2 separate regions of the Zea mays genome follow, and region 2 is linked to region 1. Evidence: chromatin contacts called from public Hi-C data. All regions are on one chromosome and are shown on one strand. The core of a region is the stretch at or near the end of the contact, and the rest is flanking DNA. Distances in the headings are between cores, read along the strand shown.

The links. A called contact is a pair of places that touch in the nucleus more often than the background predicts.
Region 2: a Hi-C map of endosperm shows a contact between it and region 1, with 5 times the contacts expected there. The contact joins the promoter of LOC100274696 here to the promoter of LOC541777 in region 1. A contact is called at or near these places in 4 of 25 Hi-C or Micro-C datasets (ear, endosperm, leaf and 1 more).

Annotation. Positions count from the first base shown.
Region 1 is chr3:224,086,882-224,091,089 of Zm-B73-REFERENCE-NAM-5.0, forward strand. It overlaps LOC541777 (CENPCA protein), which reads right to left and starts at 1,703. Exons shown (of 14, transcript NM_001111463.1): 1 at 1,566-1,703; 2 at 1,066-1,250; 3 at 879-964; 4 at 708-807; 5 at 192-379; 6 at 1-115. The coding sequence starts at 1,703.
Region 2 is chr3:224,269,397-224,273,604 of Zm-B73-REFERENCE-NAM-5.0, forward strand. LOC100274696 reads left to right here and starts at 2,285. Exons shown (of 26, transcript NM_001149007.2): 1 at 2,285-2,392; 2 at 3,984-4,062; 3 at 4,150-4,208. The coding sequence starts at 2,342.

The sequences.
Region 1 (4,208 bases), core at 453-2,952:
TCTTTAATCCCTAAGGTCTTCCGGATAAACTCTTCCTCTTCAGATTCATCTAAATCTTGGATTGAGGTCAGTATATAAGTCAAATCGTCACGGCCATCCTTCTCAGCTAATGAAACTGTAAATATGGAATTTACATTAATAAAATTTAAGTACAGATAATGGCAAACTAATTTAAACGAATGTTGTTTAACCTTCTTTCTCTGAAATAGCTTCACTAGATCTTGAGGAAACAGATCGTCCATTTTTGCCCGCAACAGCATGCATAACATCCTGTGACAACTGAGATCCTGTCATAGTTGCTGTTTGGGAAGCCGGTGCCTCATTGGGATCTTGAGTACCAACATCCTCAATTACCTTGAAACTGCGGACTGATTTTCTCCTGTCAATTAATAGGAATAATCATGGATCAGGTCATATTTCATCATGGATGCTTTTGAGCACATTGCAGGTAGGTTGAGAGCATGTTGGGTAAAGAAAAAGCAAGTATAATGTTTCCACATTGTCTGCCTCAACCAGTAGCAATAACATGTAGAATGAACGATATGGACGCACATACATCCAAACAAGCATGTTGCATAACACAAGTGAACAGAGAATATAGGTGAAATTTTATCTCACTCTCTTGTGAATAATCCTCTTACTAAGAAATAATACCTAATCGTTCACTCACAGAATATAGAAAGAGAGATAAGCAGCATACTGCATACCCACGTAAACCAGGCTGTCTAATGGGTTCATCTACAGGATCAAAATTCAATGTGCGTTTTTCTGCCTCTCCATTTAGCCGTTTGATCTCCTCCTCGGCTTCTGCAATAATGAACCGTTATTAGTGCATGCTTAATGCTGATCAATGAATCAATGGAAATGGTAAGAGTGACCTTCAAGCCGATCCAAGGTCATGAAGAATGTGATTGGATCTGAAATATTTGATAACTTAGATTGGTCCACAACAGGCACCGGTTTGCTGCGAAGAAAACGCATCAAGACAAGTCAGATGAATGATATTCAAGCTCACACTGCTCCTGGAGATCTATAGGAAGGTTGTTTGCCTAGCAAATAGCTTGCCTTCCAGTGTCCTTCATAGCAAACCGAGCCCGTTTACGATCCAGTGCTGGCCTTCTTCCCTGTTGCTCTTTGCTGCCATTTGCAGGAGGCCAGCCTTTCACTCCATCATCATGGTAGAGAGCCTGGATGTCCCCGTGCTCCTTCGGCACCATTGTAGCCTGCTTAACCAGCTCCTCAGACCCTTTCTACACGGAACGTTGTGAAACGCTGAAGTTAGCACTCAAGCAAAAGTAGTACAATGTTTATCCTGTTTGGCGCGATGAGGTATTTCCCTCTAAGGCAATATAAAGAAGGTAAAAACAGCTAGTAAGACCTAGAAAGCGGACATATCTCATCTCATGCTCTAAATGGAAAAAGGAATGCAGAACCCTAGATCCCTAGGGACTTTCGAGATGGACCTCCTTGTCATGCCACCCAGACCAAGCAACCGCAAGCACGCGTGGCGGCAAATCGAGCCTGGCTGTGGGTGCATGCCTCGAGCGAAGGGCGAGCGCACGTACCAGAGACCGGGCGAGTGCGATGGCCTCGAGGAGCGCGTCGCGGGGGTTCGAGGGGGAAGGCCCAATGGCGGGGCCAAGGGTCCGCGGAAGGAGTCGCGCAGTCGAGGAGATGGCGCAGAGGGGGTCGGCGGCGTCCATGCGGCTTTCTGAAGGGGCAGCGCCGCGCGTCGGTCACGCGGTCCCGCCGCCGCGCGGAGATTCGAAGCGATGCCGGAGTGAGTGGAACGCTGGCTGGGGAGGGTTGCCGGACCGGGAGTTCAAAAATTGAAACGGTAGGCTACTAGGCTGGATGACGGGAGAGTGAGGATGGGGAAGGGTAAGGCTATCCGCAACCGTTACCCCTAAATTTTTCCCCCTATATCACTTTTCTCCCCTATGTTTTTCCATATTTTTTCATCTCCCGCAGCGGTTCCCCCTAAATACTCCCATATACCCCACTACAACTATAAAATATCATTTTCTATATCAATTATTAATTTTTTATCTACTAACAATTACTCGTGGACCCACAGCACAGTGTTTAGGGTGATGAACAGTGACACGCTAGATCTTGGGGGGAGAGAAGGGGACCGACGCGTAGAGGGCACCGCTGCGACCGTGGGGTGCCCCCTACAGCGGGCATGCAAGGGAAGGGGGATGGCTAGTGTTTACCGCTGCGCACACCCTAAGGCCGTCGCTCCCCGCGAGCATCACCCTCCCCTACCACTGTAGCCATTGTCAATTTTATCATTATTATTTATGAGCATCGTTATATTGTCATCAAGTCCACAAATCATAGACACGTATGGTCTTATCAGTCATACACACGGGATGTCATAATAACAGACAACTAAAATTAAGAGTGGCAAAATCACAAATTTCTCCCATAGCGTGAGACTCCACTAGGGGTGGATATCGAGCTGGCTCGGCTCGACTCGACTCAAACTGGCTCGTTAAGATAACGAGCTGGCTCGGCTCGACTCGTTTGACAACTCGAGCTGGCTCGTTTAGCTCGCGAGCTAGTTCGATAATATCATGTCTAATGTCTACAAACGTATATAAAAACATGTAGCAAAAGAAAAAAAGGAGATCTATGCAGAAAAAAAGAATAGAGTTTGCAACTTAATATTCCACACTCAACAAAGAACAATATTAACTATAGTAGAGTACAAGATTAACTATTTTGGATCGGAGATTATTGTAATTTGACTAATTACTCTAACTCGTTTGTCTCGCGAGCCAGCTCGAGCTGGCTCGTTATCGTAACGAGTTGAAATACAAGCTCGACTCGTTACAAATTATAAATGTCGGAGAGGAAATTCTCCGACCGGGTGGCGGGACGCACCCGCCCTAAATCCTAAGATGAGGAGGGGCCTAAGCGTTTTGTCTGCTAGATGGATTCGGGATGAACACAAGAACACACAAGGGTTTAGAGTGGTTCAGGCCGTCGGAGCGTAATACCCTACTCCACTGTCTGTGTATTGTATCAGAGTCTGAGTAAATCTGCCTTGTAACGTCGTGTGCCCTCCCTTTTATAGCTCAAAGGGGGCACGTACAAGGGTGCTTGTCGGGGACCATAATTAGGGGTACCCCCAAGACTACTAAACTCAGCTGGTAATCACCATCAGCACAAGCTGCAAAAGCTTGATGGGCGCAATTCAGGTAAAGGTTCCGTCCACTCAAGGGACACGATCTCGCCTCACCCGAGCCCAGCCTCGGGCAGGAACAGTAAACCCAGACGGACTCACGCCTCGCCCGAGGGCCTCCTCAAGCAACGGGCGCACCTTCGACTCACCCGAGGCCCAGCTCGGGCAGGCTTCACGGTGAAGCAACCTTGGCCAGATCGCCTCGCCAACCGACCGTATCGCAGGAGCATTCAATGCAAGGATCGCCTGACACCTTATCCTGACGCGCGTTCCTCAGTCGGCAGGGCCGAAGTGACCGCAGTCACTTTGCCCCTCCACTGACTGACCTGACAGGAAAACAGCGTCGCCTGCCCTGCTCCGACTGCTGTGCCACCCGCCAGGGTGAGACTGACAGCAGCCGAGTCCAGCCTCAGGCGCCATAGGAAGCTCCGCCTCGCCTGCCTCCGGGACTCGGCCCCCGCCTCGACCTCGGAAGACGGTCTCCGCCTCGCCCGACCCCAGGGCTCGGACTCAACCTCGACCTCGGAAGACGGTCTCCGCCTCGCCCGACCCCAAGGCTCGGCCTCAACCTCGACCTCAGAGGAGTCACCGCCTCGCCCGACCTTGGGCTCGGACCGACCACGTTATAGGGGGTACATCATTACCCTACCCCTAGCAAGCTCAGGCTACGGGGACCAAGACCGGTGTCCCATCTGGCTCGCCCCAGTAAACAAGTAATGATGGCACCCCGCGTGCTCCCATGACGACGGCGGTTCTCAGCCCCCTACGGAAGCAAGGAGACGTCAGCAAGGTCCCGACAGCCCCGACAGCTGTGCTTCTATAGGGCTCAAGCGCTCCTCCGACGGCCACGACATCACATGCACAGGGCACTAACACCTCTCCAACAGCCACGTCGGCATGTACATAGGGCTCTGGCTCCTCTCTGTCGGACACGTTAGCATATTGCTACACCCCCCATTGTACACATGGGCCCTCTCCTTACATCTATAAAAGGAGGGTCCAGGGCCCTCGTACGAGG
Region 2 (4,208 bases), core at 1,035-3,534, 180 kb after region 1:
AACAAAATGTATTCGTATGCATGTGCATGTTGGCATACATAAAACGATGATAATAAAAAAAGAGAGCAGGGAGACGTATGTAAGATGAGAGGGAACTTGTTTACACGATCTACATGAATATCAAGGCCTCCCAAAAATACAAAGAAACAACCCCACCTCTTCCGGCCTCCAACCAGGGAGAAGCATCTACCCATATGTCATATGTCATCGGTGCGCTGAAGTATAATATAGAAGTCTACTGTAAAAAAAACTTCCCAAATCTATGGTACCTACCGGAATAGTATAGAAGTCCGATGTAAAAAACTTCTCATATCTACCATACACTTGTTTATCTAGAGAAGCCTGTTTTTAGTTGTTTCTCGTAAGGTTCTATGTTCGACAAGCAAATAAAATATGATAGAATATTGTAGTGACAACATTACATGAGCTATCCTACATAACATTGAGAAGCCAAAGAATAAAATGCCGATCTAATTAAAAGTGTAATGTCTGATTTATCCTCTTTCTTTCATGTCTCTCGTATTTGCGTGTACTAGTAGCTATCTCCGTTTTTGTAGTTTAGACTACTGTCCATTTGTGGTTTGAGAGTACGCATATATATTTAGACAATAGTTTGAGAGTACACATATATGTCTAGTCAGAATCATTATCAAATCAACAAAAAAAAAACAACACGTATAAAAGATACAACCCGAGATGGCTCCGACTCTTCTCCATCGAGCGAATAGTTGAGACGAGCTCTCCATGGAAAACCCAGAATTTGCACAAAAAACATTCTATAAATGTGTTTAAAGACCCCTAATTAATGAGGTTGTATATATCTACTATAATTAAAGCACCAGTTTTAACGGTCGTCCATCGTTATCTTTTTACAAATAATCTCTCACAACTATTTTAAATTAACACGCTGCACGCCTATAGATGACCAAACGGCGGCACGACACAGGCCAGACGCCCGCGGGCCACAACTTTGGTCTAGGCACGTCATACCGATATGCTGACTGTGCCAGACCGGCCCGTTAGTCTGTCAGACCATTTGATTAAATAAACGTAAAATGTTAAAAAACAGTGGTATTTGAACCTATGTCCTGATGGAAGAAGAACGAGAGACACTAGATGAAGTTGTTTCTAACCAATAGAATATCATACTCAGATGTTTTTAATATTGAATATAAATTGTATATATGTATATACGTATTTTTGTAAAATAAAAATATATAATCGTGTCGGGTCAGCACTACGGGCCTGTTTGGTTTGTGACTAAATGTGCCACACTTTGCCTAAGGTTAGTCGTTCGAATTGAATAACTAACCTTAGGTAGAAAAGTTAGGCAAAGTGTGGCAACTGAGGCAGTGAACCAAACATGCCATACGAGCCGAGGCTACGACCCAAACACGATACAACGTTCTTGACTCTTGCAAGTATTAGGTCGTTTCTGAGACCACATTGACGCAATGAACTCCATGGTGTTTGATGTTGCTGAATTTGACGAAGCAACAATGATTTATCACACTAACAATAAAATGAAAGATTATTTGTTAGTCTTAAACGTTAGTAATTGCTACGAAATAACATATTTATATGGAACACATCCATTTTTTATTGATGACTGACTTTAACAATCACTATATATTTTGATTTATCTTTTTAATAAGTTTGAGTTCATATGATTTATTTTAGAAACTTAAGCTCACAAACTTTCTCTTATTTGGTCTCTGTAGGATGAAATTATGTCATTCTATAATCTCTGTTCGTGCAGTCAGTCGATGTGAACTCTCTTCTAATCGCTCACTTCATTGGTCGTGTTGTACCAAGACATATTGGATGAAGTAAACAATAACATCATTTAGCTAAATCAAAAAATATTATACGGAGAGCGGAGACAATCAATAAAAAATATTGAGATTTTTTTGGTGGATAGTTTACGTGGGTATTATTGTAATCCGTCGTAACACACGAGCAACCGACTAGTATAACCTAAAATACTTGTTTTTTATACTGAGAGAATTTATTTATTTATCTATCTATTTATTATTACATTTTTGCCGCGGCATGTTGTTATGTTAGCTGCATGTTTTGTTTGGCCAAAATCTATCTGCCACAGGAACAAAATAGCCTCCTTTTCAGTTCCAACAACCGAACACGAAGGGGTACGGTTCGTCGGTTCCTTGCGGCCCGAAGCGGTCACAACACCTCGCATGCCTCTACGGCTCTACGCCTCCCGCTACACACCCACACCCACCACGGCCCACCTTCCGCCTTGCGACTCCAAAACCCTCCCTCCTTCCCCTTCCTTGCCCCGCCCTAGGGTTCGCGCCGCCGCGCTGACCCTGTCGTAGCCATGGGGTCCTCGCTCCCGCCCAAGGAAGCCAACCTCTTCAAAGTCATCGTCGTAAGCACCCCACATCCCCGCTCCACTTCGTCTCCACCCTTCTAGATTCGAGACGATCCGCCCCCCGCAAATCTGCTGGCTTCGTGGTCCGGTTCCGCTCGATTCGATATGCTGGCGATCCGAGCTGCTCCAGGAGTCTCCGGACGCATGGATTTATCTGGTTTTCTTGTCCGCTCTATGAACCTGTGGTTTGTTTGTAACTCGATGAACGAGTGCCTCGTGGTAAACAAGCGGAGCATGTTAGCTCGGGAAACAGTGTTCGTAGCTTGAATATGAGCTGTGCTTAACCGTGCAAGTCTATCACCTTGTTTAGGGATTTCATACCGACAGTGATTGGTGACTAATGTTGTCTTGACTTAATTGATTGATTGTAGTGAGTAGTGGATTTTTTTGATACTACATCTACATGTACTGTTTTAAGAAGTGGATTCTAATATCGGCATCCTAGTGCATAGGTGGCACACAGCTTTGCTGTGACATGGAGTTCACATTGTAAATAGGCTGGATGGCCTCAAAATCTTAGCATGCTGGCATGATTTTAGGTTTTTAGCATAGCATCAAAACAACTAACTTGAAGTTTGAAAAAATCGCTAAGTTGTCTCTTTGGGTCTAAAATTTTGGACTAGCTGCTTAGTTGTTAAGGCGTCGCTTAGGCGATGCCTAAGCGCTAAGGCGTGCGAAAACCTTAAGGAGTCCTGGTCGCCTTATCTCGGAGCCTAAGGCGTCTGCTTTGGACAGTAGGGTGTCGCTCTGACGCCTTGGAGAGTTCTAAGGCTACGCTATGAGGACGCCTTGGAGTGATGTAGGTTGGATCCTGACCTGAACATGCAATTTGAAACTGTGTCTCTGGAGAGTGCCATCAGCAGCGGTGGCGGTGGCCGCTCCCCTCCGCGACCGCGAGCTCCAGCTGCGACGGCGAGGTCCCCTGACCCCTCACCTCTGCGGCAGCTGGGAGAGAGGCGGCTGGGAGAGAGGGAAAAGCGGCTGGGAGAGAGGGAGTAGTGGGGTGGGGGAGAGAGAGCGCTGAGGGAAGATGGGTGCGGCTGGGAGAGGGCTGGGAGTGAGTGAATAAGTGGGTAACCTAATTTTAATGGGCCAAGTGGGCTGATTTGGACTGGTTAGACTATTATTTTCCTTTTCTTCATCATTTTTCTCTTCTTTATTAGTATTTTTGTCCTACACACTTTCTCAAATATAAGGCGTTGCCTCGTCTTACGCTTTAACCCTTAAAAGTTAAAAAGGGGTTCAGTCCCCTTACCTCGCCTTAGCAACTATGACTAGCTGCTTCACAATGTTGATGGTAATAAGTGGTCACGGCTTTGGAGATTTACTGTAGCCTTTGTTGTGCTTTAGTGCTTTGGGTATTTGAGGACGATATTCATTATGTTCTTCAGTTCGTGCATAATTTCTGCACCTACGAGAAATGTAACTGTTCATACTCTTGATATGTCCTACAATTTTTATTGATGCCTATATAAGCTAGTCCACTATGTTCTGTTCTCAATATCAGATTATCAGTGTGACGTGTGTTGCATGGTAGCTGTCTTTTGTTTAATTCTCTAAAACTTTGTGTCAATGTTTTTTCCCACAGAAATCCTACGAGACTAAGCAATATAAGAAAGGGCTTAAGGCTGCAGATTCCATATTAAAAAAGTTTCCAGAGCATGGTGGTATGTTGAAGGATATGTTCTGGTTCTATTATTACCTCATACTGTTGTATTCACTTGTAACTTCCCTCTATGTCCCGTTTCATGTAGAAACACTATCAATGAAAGGTTTGACGCTAAACTGCATGGACCGAAAATCTGAAGCGTAC